Linked DNA regions of Pan troglodytes: regions 2 and 3 are each linked to region 1. A link is a contact called in public HiChIP or PLAC-seq data. All regions are on one chromosome and are shown on one strand. The core of a region is the stretch at or near the end of the contact, and the rest is flanking DNA. Distances in the headings are between cores, read along the strand shown.

The links. HiChIP or PLAC-seq counts read pairs in DNA pulled down with a chosen protein or histone mark.
Region 2: an H3K4me3 HiChIP or PLAC-seq map of stem cell-derived excitatory neurons shows a contact between it and region 1, with 3 times the contacts expected there. The contact joins the promoter of SLAIN1 here to the promoter of MYCBP2 in region 1. A contact is called at or near these places in 1 of 7 Hi-C or Micro-C datasets (stem cell-derived neural progenitor cells) and 1 of 1 datasets of contacts at active chromatin or transcription factors (stem cell-derived excitatory neurons).
Region 3: an H3K4me3 HiChIP or PLAC-seq map of stem cell-derived excitatory neurons shows a contact between it and region 1, with 2.0 times the contacts expected there. The contact joins the promoter of FBXL3 here to the promoter of MYCBP2 in region 1. A contact is called at or near these places in 1 of 7 Hi-C or Micro-C datasets (stem cell-derived neural progenitor cells) and 1 of 1 datasets of contacts at active chromatin or transcription factors (stem cell-derived excitatory neurons).

Annotation. Positions count from the first base shown.
Region 1 is chr14:83,004,099-83,007,666 of NHGRI_mPanTro3-v2.0_pri, forward strand. MYCBP2 (MYC binding protein 2) reads right to left here and starts at 1,616. Exons shown (of 85, transcript XM_063792229.1): 1 at 1,023-1,616. LOC129136842 reads right to left here and starts at 1,534. Exons shown (of 1, transcript XM_055078618.1): 1 at 1,451-1,534. The coding sequence starts at 1,534. The coding sequence ends at 1,451.
Region 2 is chr14:83,373,048-83,376,615 of NHGRI_mPanTro3-v2.0_pri, forward strand. SLAIN1 (SLAIN motif family member 1) reads left to right here and starts at 1,774. Exons shown (of 7, transcript XM_024348306.3): 1 at 1,774-2,629. The coding sequence starts at 2,001.
Region 3 is chr14:82,703,647-82,707,214 of NHGRI_mPanTro3-v2.0_pri, forward strand. FBXL3 (F-box and leucine rich repeat protein 3) reads right to left here and starts at 1,599. Exons shown (of 5, transcript NM_001280348.1): 1 at 1,262-1,599.

The sequences.
Region 1 (3,568 bases), core at 366-2,865:
CAGGGTATGCGGCATGTAAGGGCATGGAAAAGAAAACAATAGGAGAGCCCTCAGCAAAAAAAAGCACCCACATTTTAAGAAAAAGAAAATGAAACCAACTGAACATCTACATCAAGGAAGCTGAAGGTGTAGCCAACCCAAGTAAAAGAGACAGATCTACGCGCTATTCAGATTTTCTAGCTAGTGGCAGTTGAACGCTGTACCAGCTGTCATATTCTGAAGTTCTGCAGTTTTCCCCTTTTCCCTACAAAACCCTCTCTACTCTAAAGCCTGTAAGTAACAGAGGAAATCGAACAGAGAATGAAGAGAAATGGCCGATGGGACATCAGATCACAAGAGTAACTGCCACCTCATTTCTAGAAGACCAAAAGGCCCGGTTATCAAAGTACAGCTCTAAAAATCTCTATCAGACACCTTTCGCATCTACACAGATCTCCATCTGCGTCCCTTATTCATAAATCTTTTTAAAGCAAACCTCACGCCTATCCCTCGGGCCTGCTTATCCAAAACTCAACCAATCTATACCATGACTCCTCTTGGTGAAAGGCAGATTGAAGGGAGGTGGAAAGGGCTGGAAGGAATGTCATGGGAGAGGCGGCACGTGCAAATAACATTGCGGCAGAGACACTGAAAACGCCACTTCCCTTGCCACTGTTGCAATTCTCTTCGTGTATCATCCTCTTACCCTCTCTACCCATGCCACCTCCTACCTCAACGATACACACACGTGTCACAGCCGACCAGCACCATCGCCTTTTCCAGCATCACAGGTTCTCCTACCACCCCTCACTATCCCCCCACATAGGCAGGCAGACACACACACACACACACAGCAGAAACTGCAGCCACCGCACCCTCCTATCTCGATAAGTGCTCCTGCCAACAGACATCCAGAGCGGACTGAAAGCTCAATAAATGCGCAGGTACACACACGCAAGCACACACACACGCGGGTGCACGCGCGGCATGGGGCGCAAGGAAGGGCGGCATGGGGTGCAAGGAAGGGCACCCTGGGGACGCACCTGGAGGCTGGGTGTCCAGCGCTGCCGCCCCCCTGGTCCCTGTCATTGAGCGCAGCGGTATAAATCCTCCGGTAGCGGTCGGCCAGGGCCCGGCCTGACAGCAGCAGCTGGTAGTGACCCCGGGAGTCCGCGGCGGGTAGCCCCAGCCCCAGCCCCGCAGCAGCCACGGAGCCGTCGGGAACCGGCATGAACAGCGCCCCCGGCGCAGGGGAGGAAGAGAAGGTGGCGGCTGGGTAGAATCCGTCCCCGCCGAGCCCCGAGGAGGCGGCGGCGGGGGAGGCAGTCGCTGCGCACATCATCTTCCTCGCCGCCGCCGCCGCCGCCGCCTCGTCCCCGCGGGCCGGGCGGGCAGACACGCGCGCGCACACACAGCCCTTTTCCAACGACTACGGCTCCGGCGGCGGCCTCTGGCTCCCGCAGCAGGGAGACTACAAAGACAGCGACCTCCTTCTCCTCCTCCTTCTTCTCCTCCTCCCCCCCGCGCCGCCCTCGCCGCTACTGGGGCCGCTCATCTAACCCCGCCACCCCGGGAGTGTGAGGAGGAGGCGGTGCCGCCACTGCCGCCGCCACCACCGCTACCACCGCTACCACCGCTACCACCGCCGGGGCTACCCGCAATGGGAAGCTGCCGGCCTCACAGAGCATGCGCCACTCCTCGCACATGCTCAGTAACTGCCGCCCCTTTTCCTCCCCACCCCCTCTCCGCCACCACTCCCTCCGCCTCGGGGCTTTGGGTTTGGGGCTGTTGGGTTGTGCGGAATCTGAAGTAGTCCACTTCTCCGGGTTTTACTGGCAGCTTGAAGAAGAGTAAGGAAAGTGCTGGGGAGGCTGTCAGCTACTGACGTTCGACTTCAGGTTCCTTCCAGGTGGAAGAACGAGGACCAGAAAGCAAGGGGGAACGTGCGCATCGCCAGAGGAGGAGTGGCACGCTCTTCTGCTACCTCTTCTCCAAGGCTCTGCTGCCAACAGGAAGATTTACTGTGAATTCTGCTGATTAATTCAGAGTTTAAGGCAGAGAAAACCATCCCAATTAGAAGTGCCTTTAGCGATCTTATTTTATATGGTTTTTGTCATTAGGATTTACGCTTGTTTAACACAGCTTTTACTTACAAAGACAGGTAGTAATCTAGCACATTCTTTTTTGTGTGTGAAAGTATTTTGTGTGTGAAAGTATAACAGATAGGCTAGTATTCACAAGCCAGAGTCATTCCCAAATTCTTGTTCTCAACGGAGCAATAATATTTTTAAAATTACTCTTTTTTGTTGACTCCTCACTCACCTAAGAGTGCACTTTTATCTCTTGGCAGTGGTCATTTAATGGTTTATTTTTTTCTGCCCAAACTTACATTTTTAAAGATAATTCTTGAATGCGATCTGAAACAATAATTGTGACTGAGACTGTATAGCGTCTGAAAATGTCAGATCCATCACATATCTTGTTGTTGTCTATAAAAAAGTAACATTTGCTCAGTCCTTTGTTCCAAGCTAACCTACAAACACCATCTAAGTATATGCTCTAGAAATATACGTGCCAATGCACTTTGATTCCTACTACGTTTTATCCTTTGACTCTCAATTTGAAGAGTTTCCTAATTTACAGTCCTGACAAAATAATTTATAAGTTCTGTCATCCCAGTACTGTATCTTTCATCTATATACTAGTTCTTATATCTGTGCCTCTTCTTCGGATGGCCTTCTCTTAAAAAAAATAAAATAAATTTTAAAAAATCCTCCTTAGTGTTTGAGAAGTGCAAACAACAAGGAATAGGAAAGTAAATTAATTCTAGTTTTAGGGTGGAAGGTTGCTGAAAGCAATGCATTTTTTCTGAAGCTTTAAATAATGGATGGATTTCATTTAGTTTTTTTAAAGATAATTAGCAGTGGGATAAACATAGGAACAAAGGACAAGACATGTGGAATCATAGTATTTTAGTACTGTAATTAGCCCTGTTAAGTTTTTGTATTTGTCTTGTTTCCTTACCTAAGTTCCTTCAGAGCTTGCTGCTTTTGTGTCTCCTTCAGCCACTTCAGGACTTTGCATGTAGTAGGTATCCAGTAAGTATTTATTAGGCTAAATTTCTATCCTAATGCTTCAGCACAGTTAAAGACCTCAGTGTTGACCAGGCAGCCCCTAACCCTGGAGTGAGAACCAAGACAATGGTGTAGAGGCAGCTAAATTCTAAGAATTCTAAGGCCTGACAGGTAAGCAATGAGAGGGCCCATTACTATTGCAAGACCTAGCAGGGTAGCTAAAAGGCTCTGAAATCAGACAGCCCTGGAATTGGATCCTGACTCTGCTACTTAATACTTGTCTGGCTTTGGGCAAATTATCTCCTCTGAATAATGCTCAAAAGAATACCCACTACATGAGATTGAGGGAGGACTTAAAGGATCTAGGATGTCCAACTTGGCACATGAATTTTCACAAATGGTAGCACATACTAAACAAAACACTAGGTTTTCCGTAGGGTAGCAATGGTGTCTGTTCAACCATCACAGGCTCCTAGCACAGGGTCTAGCCCTGAACAGGAGGGAAATAGATGTTG
Region 2 (3,568 bases), core at 524-3,023, 370 kb after region 1:
TGTATATAAATTGTGCAGTAAAATGACGGCTTTTCTTTACATCTTAATTCTTGTTGTCTTCACTATTATGTGCCTATTCCCAATTTCTTTCTCTAGTCTGGGACCCAGCAGCTCTTTGTTCTCATTGTGTCTGTCGTCTCCCTTTCTTTGTGTTGCAGGGAGATACTGCTACCCGCATCTGCCACTGAGCATGCGGGAAAAATCCTTCAATAGATTCTTTACTTAGGACTTTCAGTAGTATTACTCCATTTCTCCAGGTTTTGGTAATAACCAAAAAAATCCTAAAGATATACCGAAACTTGGAAAGGTGATGGGTGATACAGGTGGTTAGGTGGTGGGCTAGCAAGCTGGGACACAGGGAAGGTTAAGGGAGTCAACACACGCGTTTAGCTAATTTATGGAAGCGCTCACCAAGCATGTTAAATGCAGAACATCCACCCTGCACACAGAAGCTAGAGATGTAGATTAACAACTGAGAAGATACAAGTGTTTCTGAGCAGGAAGACACAAAACCATATCTGAAACCAATAGATACGATGTGTTAGCAGCTCCAGAGAAATGAGGTACATTGTCACAAAGATTGGTATGTAAAGTCCCTCGCAAGGACTTTCACTAGATAGTATATCATCTGAGGATGAGAACCAGTGGTGTAGATTTTTCTCATAATATAATCTCAGGTTTTCCTCTGATTGTGTTAAACACTCAAAATGCTAAGTCAGTCAGTATTCATTGAACACAACTCGATTAAATTCTTCTGCTTAAAAGCCTCTTTTAAAAAAAGCAGATTTGCTCGTTTTCCAAGTGGTAAGAAATAGCAGGTTTGCAGGTGAGATTAAAGTGTATTGGGTAGAATTCTGAGGTTTTCTGTTTTCTGCTTTCCCACCAGCAAGTCTGACTTTAATAACTTATACATTATTTAATAGAAGGAGCACTAAACAATTTTACTCATATTTCTCCCCATAACCATTTTTGCCTGTTGTACTCATTGCCCGCATCACGAGCTCTTAGAATGGTTCCTGGCACAGAGTAGGTGCTCAAAGATCTTTTGTTTGGGGAATGCATGAATATACATAGTATGAAAAAAAAAGCAGTTCTTCTTTTATTGTGACAAACAATGATGGTAACAGTTCAAATTTGACTATTTTAGAATAAATAAGTAAACACTTGTCTCCTTAGCAGCTGGCCACTCTACCTCTTAGAGAGAGGGCTTTCTTCTCTTTCTTCTAGGTCTCCTGTCTCCCACCATTTTGTTTCTCTATTACCAATGAGAACATGAGTGGCATCGTCCCAAAGCCTTTCTGTTCCCCCTATCTCCACTTTTCGGTTTTTAGAATAACGATCCCCAGCCTTTAAGTTTTCTATAGGATTCGTTAGCCAGTGGCTATTAAGTGCTGTCACGGAGCCTAACAGAGAGCTGGGAAGGGAGCAAACCAGCGGGCCGGTGGTGCACTACTCGAGGGCCAGCACCTGCAGCTGCTTCTTTGGGAACCCCCTGGTCCCCGCAAACGCCTCAGAGACCCGCGCAGTTCGCTGTCCCACCAAGCGGCAGGAGGAGGTGCTTGTGGCGGGAAAGTTCAGGCCAGGTCCAATCAGGCACCTGGGATTAGGTAGCGAGGGTGGGTGCGGCTCCCCGGCCCCAACCCGGGCTGCCGGCCCCGCCCCCTGGGTGGGCTTCCCCACGGTTCTCCGCCCCCCCCCGACCCGCCCCCTCGGCGCTCTTGCCCCGCCCCGCTCCGGGGCCGCGGCTAAAACCCGGAGCCGCCGCGACGCCCAGGGGACTGGAGGGACGCACTGAGCATGTGCAGATCAGCTCGGTGGTGGCTGCCGCGGCCGGAGGCGAGGGCCCGGTGCTGATGCGAACCGCCGGCTCGGCCTCAGCCCACGCGTGGTCGGCCCCCCAGGCCGGGGCGACAGGGAAGGAGCCGTAGCCTCCCCGTGGCCCGAGGAGCCGGCGCGGCGGCGCGCACTCCCTGGCGGCCGCGGCGCCCTCGGGGCCCACGATGATGGCGGAGCAGGTGAAATGCGCCTCGGCAGGGGTCAGCTCTGGAGCGGGCTCCGGGCCGGTGGTGAACGCGGAGCTGGAGGTGAAGAAGCTGCAGGAGCTGGTGCGCAAGCTGGAGAAGCAGAACGAGCAGCTGCGGAGTCGAGCGGCCAGCGCGGCCGCCGCCCCGCACCTGCTGCTGCTGCCGCCGCCGCCGCCCGCCGCGCCGCCCCCCGCTGGGGCCTGCAGCCCTTTGGGTCCTCGGAGCCCCCCGGCCGCCACGGCCACCGCCGCGGCCTCAGGGGGCCTGGGGCTCGGGCTGGCGCTGGGCGCGGGGGGCGGTGGCGGCAGCGGTAGTGGCAGCGGCGGTGGCTCCAGCCCCGCGTTCCCGGGCACCTTCTGCCTGCCTAGCCCCGCGCCCTCCCTGCTTTGCAGCCTGGCGCAGCCACCCGAGGCGCCCTTCGTCTACTTCAAGCCGGCAGCAGGCTTCTTCGGCGCGGGCGGTGGCGGGCCGGAGCCGGGGGGCGCGGGGACGCCGCCAGGGGCAGCTGCAGCGCCGCCCTCGCCGCCCCCCACGCTGCTGGACGAGGTGGAATTGCTGGATCTGGAGAGCGTAGCCGCCTGGCGGGACGAGGACGACTATACCTGGTACTGCCTGGCTCCGCTCCTTCCCTGAGACCCTGGCCTCGGGGGCTGCGGGCACCGGGGAGCGGGGGCGGGGGGCGGACGGGGGTCCCCTCGCGGCAGCCGGGGTGACTCCCCGCGGCTCCCGGAGGGGCCGACCCAGCAAGTGTTGAGCCAGGCGGTGACACTTCCCACGATGAGGCTTCTCACGAAGGCAGAAACCTGTTTTCTAATCGCTCCGACTGCGGATGAACCGGCCCCCCTTCCCCCCATCTGCCATGGGTTCTGCTATTTGCTGATTGTTGGGTCCCAAGCTCCTCGTTAGCATTAAGTGCAAAATCCATGTCATCTTGTCTTTTTGCTCAGTGCCGCTCTTTTCCCCAGTGTTTTCGGAGGGATGACGGGGGATGGTAGGGGTTGGCCTCTGTCTGCGACTGTTACTGTTCTTTCGTTTTAAACGAACGCTGGACAGGATTTGCGTGCTCTTCCTCCTCGGGTGGCATCGGAAGCCGCGCAGTGATGGATCTCTCTTTATAGAGAGGTTCGTTCTTGCTGTTTGAATTTTGCAGTCGTGTGCCCTTTTGCGTTGCATTTTCATTGAAATCTTATTTTCAGAGACGGACTTGCTTTTTAAAATGGGGTGACCTCACTGGCTTTCCCATAAATAGTGCCAATAAAGAGGACTTTTCTTGGAGTGGAATGAACAGGTGGGAGGGACTTTTTTATTTATTTATTTATTTATTTTTTACCTAGGAACCAACGAACTGTCTTTAATTTTTTAAATTAAACTGTAGAAGAAAAGTGAGATTAGAGAAGCCTTATTTTCTTATTTCTTGGAAACTTTTTAGCTTGGTTATCAGAAAACTTGAGGCTGACAGCATTTATTCAGTTGACATCTGGTTAGCACTGTCTACTTTCCATGAATGAGTAACTTTAGGGGGAGGCTTGCTGTAGTCCTTCTTT
Region 3 (3,568 bases), core at 349-2,848, 300 kb before region 1:
GCACTCCAGCCTGGGTGACAAAGTGAGTCCCTGTCTCAAAAAAAAAAAAAAAAAAAAAAAAAGAACTTTGAAAGAAGCAGTCAACTTCATTAGGTGAAGACCGGAAGTGAACAGCTAGCCGTGTGCATCGTTGTATTAGGCACTTTTACACTGGGCATGCAATAATTTTAAATGCCCATTTGTAGTTAACTCTAAAAAGCCTATTTTGGCATCACAGTTCCTTTCTGTTCTGCTTTTACTAATATCAAACTAATATGCATTCTTTGGCTGAACTACAAGAATAAAACACTATAAAGAGGTTAACTCACAACTAAATGCTTAGAGAGCGCACAGTGGCGAAAATCTGTCTACAGGTCATATAGATAGATAGATAACTGATAGTTGATGGTATTTTTATAAATATTTCAGAGATAACAGAAACTAAGTTACTTTTTTTTGAAGTTAGAAAAGGAGGATTCTAATTAAAAAATCTGGGTCACTCAACTGGACATCATTAGCAACGACAAAATAAAAATGATCTCTCTCACCTCTCAGCTTGGAGATACAGACCATTTACTGGGCTGCTTCCTGACCCCTGTCTGCAACCCCACCTAAAGGACTGCCCACGCCAAAGGCAGACGCGAATCCGCTCAACACAAGTTGACCAAGTTTTTCGCCTGGCTAAGCGGCGGGGGCGTCCCCTCCTCCCTGCGCCACCTCTCCACCGACTGGCTTCCCCTGACATTTCTCATGCGCCCCACCCTGGGCAGTCTGCTTTGACAGTTCAGTGCCTCATTGCTCAAGCTACCAGCACGGGCGTAGCCGACGCCGGGAGAGCCCACAGAGTGCGAGCTCCATGGTGCCTGTCACCAGCCCCCGCCAAGGGTCATAAAGCCGGGCAGGAGCCGCGGCGAACCCGGGAGCGGCGGCGTCGCGGGCAGGCTGCAGGCGGCCGCCGCACACGCACCACGCCTTGTTGACATGTTTGGAAGCAGGCACGGCGGGGAAACGCCCCCAAGCAAGCTCCAAGGTCTGGGTGCCGCGCCCCGCGCCCCGCGCCCCGCGCCCCGCGCCCCGCGCCCCGCGCCCCGCGCCCCGCGCCCCGCGCCCCGCGCCCCGCGCCCCGCGCCCCGCGCCCCGCCCGGCACTCCTGAGGAGCGGCCCGCGCGCGCACCGGCCCCCGCGCCCCCCCCACCCCACCCCGGCCCGCCCACAGACGGTCCGCGGTCCCTCCCCGGCTCCGCCGTCGCAGCGGGGCTCGGCCCTGCCCCTCCGCCGTTACCTGCTGCCGGGGGCGGCTTCCCCCACACACCACCCCGTGCTCCGGGGACGGCGGCGGCTGCAGGTCCCGCGGCTCTCACATGAGGCGCCCCTGGCCCCCCGCTTCGCGCTCCCGCAGCCGCGGCCCCCCGCGCTCCGCCCGCATCCGAGGCGCTGGTCCCGCAGAGGGCGCCAACGCGGCTCCACCTTTGCGGCTCTGGCTGCCCAGAAAGAAGCTTTCCTTCTCGGTCCCGCGCTGTCTGTGTTCAGGGATCCCCGGCGCCGCGAGAGACTACCTCAGCGAGCGGCTGCCACCGCGTAAGCTTCCTGCGCCTGGGCCACAAACAGTGAGTCTAAAATGGCGCCTGGGGCTCGCGGCCGCGCGCTTCCCTGGCGCGTCCCCGCCCAAGGGGGCGGGAAGGGGGCGGGGAGGGCGGAGCCCGGCGGGAGTGGGGCCGCGCCCAAGCGGGAGCGCGCGCTGCGGCCGCCCCAGTCTCCTCGCTGTGGGACGAGCCTCTGCTTTCCTGCCAGAGATGTGACTCCCGGTTGAAGGGGATTTTTTTTTGTTGTTTTGAGATGGAATGTGGGAGGGCTGAAGCTAGCTATATGTGGAAGAGACTATCTGTGGCTGAAACTGGAAGGTTTAGGGAGGTGGAGCAGAAAAAAGAAAGGAAGGAGTCTCGCCGGAGCCTGCTGGGGACCGCGGCCCGCGGGTGGCCGCCCCGGATGCCTGAAACCGAGGAGTTAAATACAGTCTCCGAAGACCCGCGCATCGATGTGCATAAGTGGTGCTTAAAAGATGCCAAGGAAATGTACCAGAATAGTGAGAGTATTAACGCTGGGATTGCACATGGTTTTTGTTTTTCAAATATTTGTATTTCCCAATATTTCTAAAGTATTAGAGTTATTACATTTTAAAAACGACATTTGCTTTATGAAATAGAGTCCTGAAATTTGTAAATAGCTTTTGAAACGCAATGGGGAAAGTAAAGGATTACAAAGCTGCTGAAAAGAAAACCTCTGGTGAATCCTTTTGTAAATCAAGGCATCTTTGTAACTGCTACCTAGTTGACTTGTTTTAAAGTTTGGATTTTTTGATACTGCGTTTTCTTACAGTTAGAAACATTCTTAGGTGCAATATCATTAAGTTGAATCATGCGCCATTCCTCTCTACACCTCCAAAAAAAAAAGAAAGTAGTTTTCCATTCAAAGATGTCTTAGAACACTCAGACCCATGTGTAAGACACTGAAAAGCAGTGGTGCCCAGGGAGCTCTCCGTTCTTCCCGTTTTCTCAAGAAATTGAGCTAGGAAGCCATGTATAAAGTTACGTCGAAGTTCAGTGTGAGGCCAGGAGTGGTACAGGCTTATGTCTGTAATCCCAACATTTTGGGAGGCCAAGGCAGAAGGGTTGCTTGTGGTCAAGAATTGGAGACCAGCCTGCGCAATATGTCCAGACTCTTGTCTCTACAAAAAAATAGAAGAGTAATAATTTTAAAAAATCAGACGAGCTTGGTGTAATCCCGGCTACTACTCAGGAGGCTGAATCGAGAGGATGGCTGGAGCCCAGGAGTAGGAGGTTACAGTGACCTATGATGTCACCACTGCACTCCAGTCTGGGTGAGAGAGTGAGACTGTTTCTATAATAAAATGAATTCAATGTGGGGAAATGCCAGTGTTGTTTGTTCGGTGTTTTTTAAGGGCCTGCCAGCTGTCAGATCACTGAATCAAACTGTACAAAGCCTCTAGTAGCATGAGTGTGGATTTGCCTGAACTGCAACATTTGTTTAGGTCCCTCAGTGACTGGATGATGAGGAACAATAGGAAGTTCTAAGAAGGACAATGATAATTATTAAGGAAAAACAAACAAGTCAAATACAGGCCCATTTATTTAAAGTTGGGTGAACAGTATAAATGATCAGCAAAGTACATTAAACCAATTCAGTAAACGTGATGAGCATAGGTTGCATTACGTTAATATTGTATCACATTACGGTTATATCACATTCCAATCATAGTTCTTTTTTTTCTTTTTTCGCCATTATGATCTATTCTCCTCCTAAACAAGACAAGGACCTTGGCACACTTGACCTATTGAATACCCCTTTTCTTCCCTGTTATTGGCAAATATTTTATTTCACCTCTTTTTTTTGAAAAAAGAAACATGTTTATTTTTTAATCAGTCAGTACTTATTTACATTTATCAATTGTATCATCAAGATCAGTGGCATGGTAGGTGGGAGAAAGGATGAGTGTGGAGCACATTGATCCAACTGGGAAAAATAATTTATTACTGACCCTGTTTGGAATTGCCAATGCATGTGGTAATAA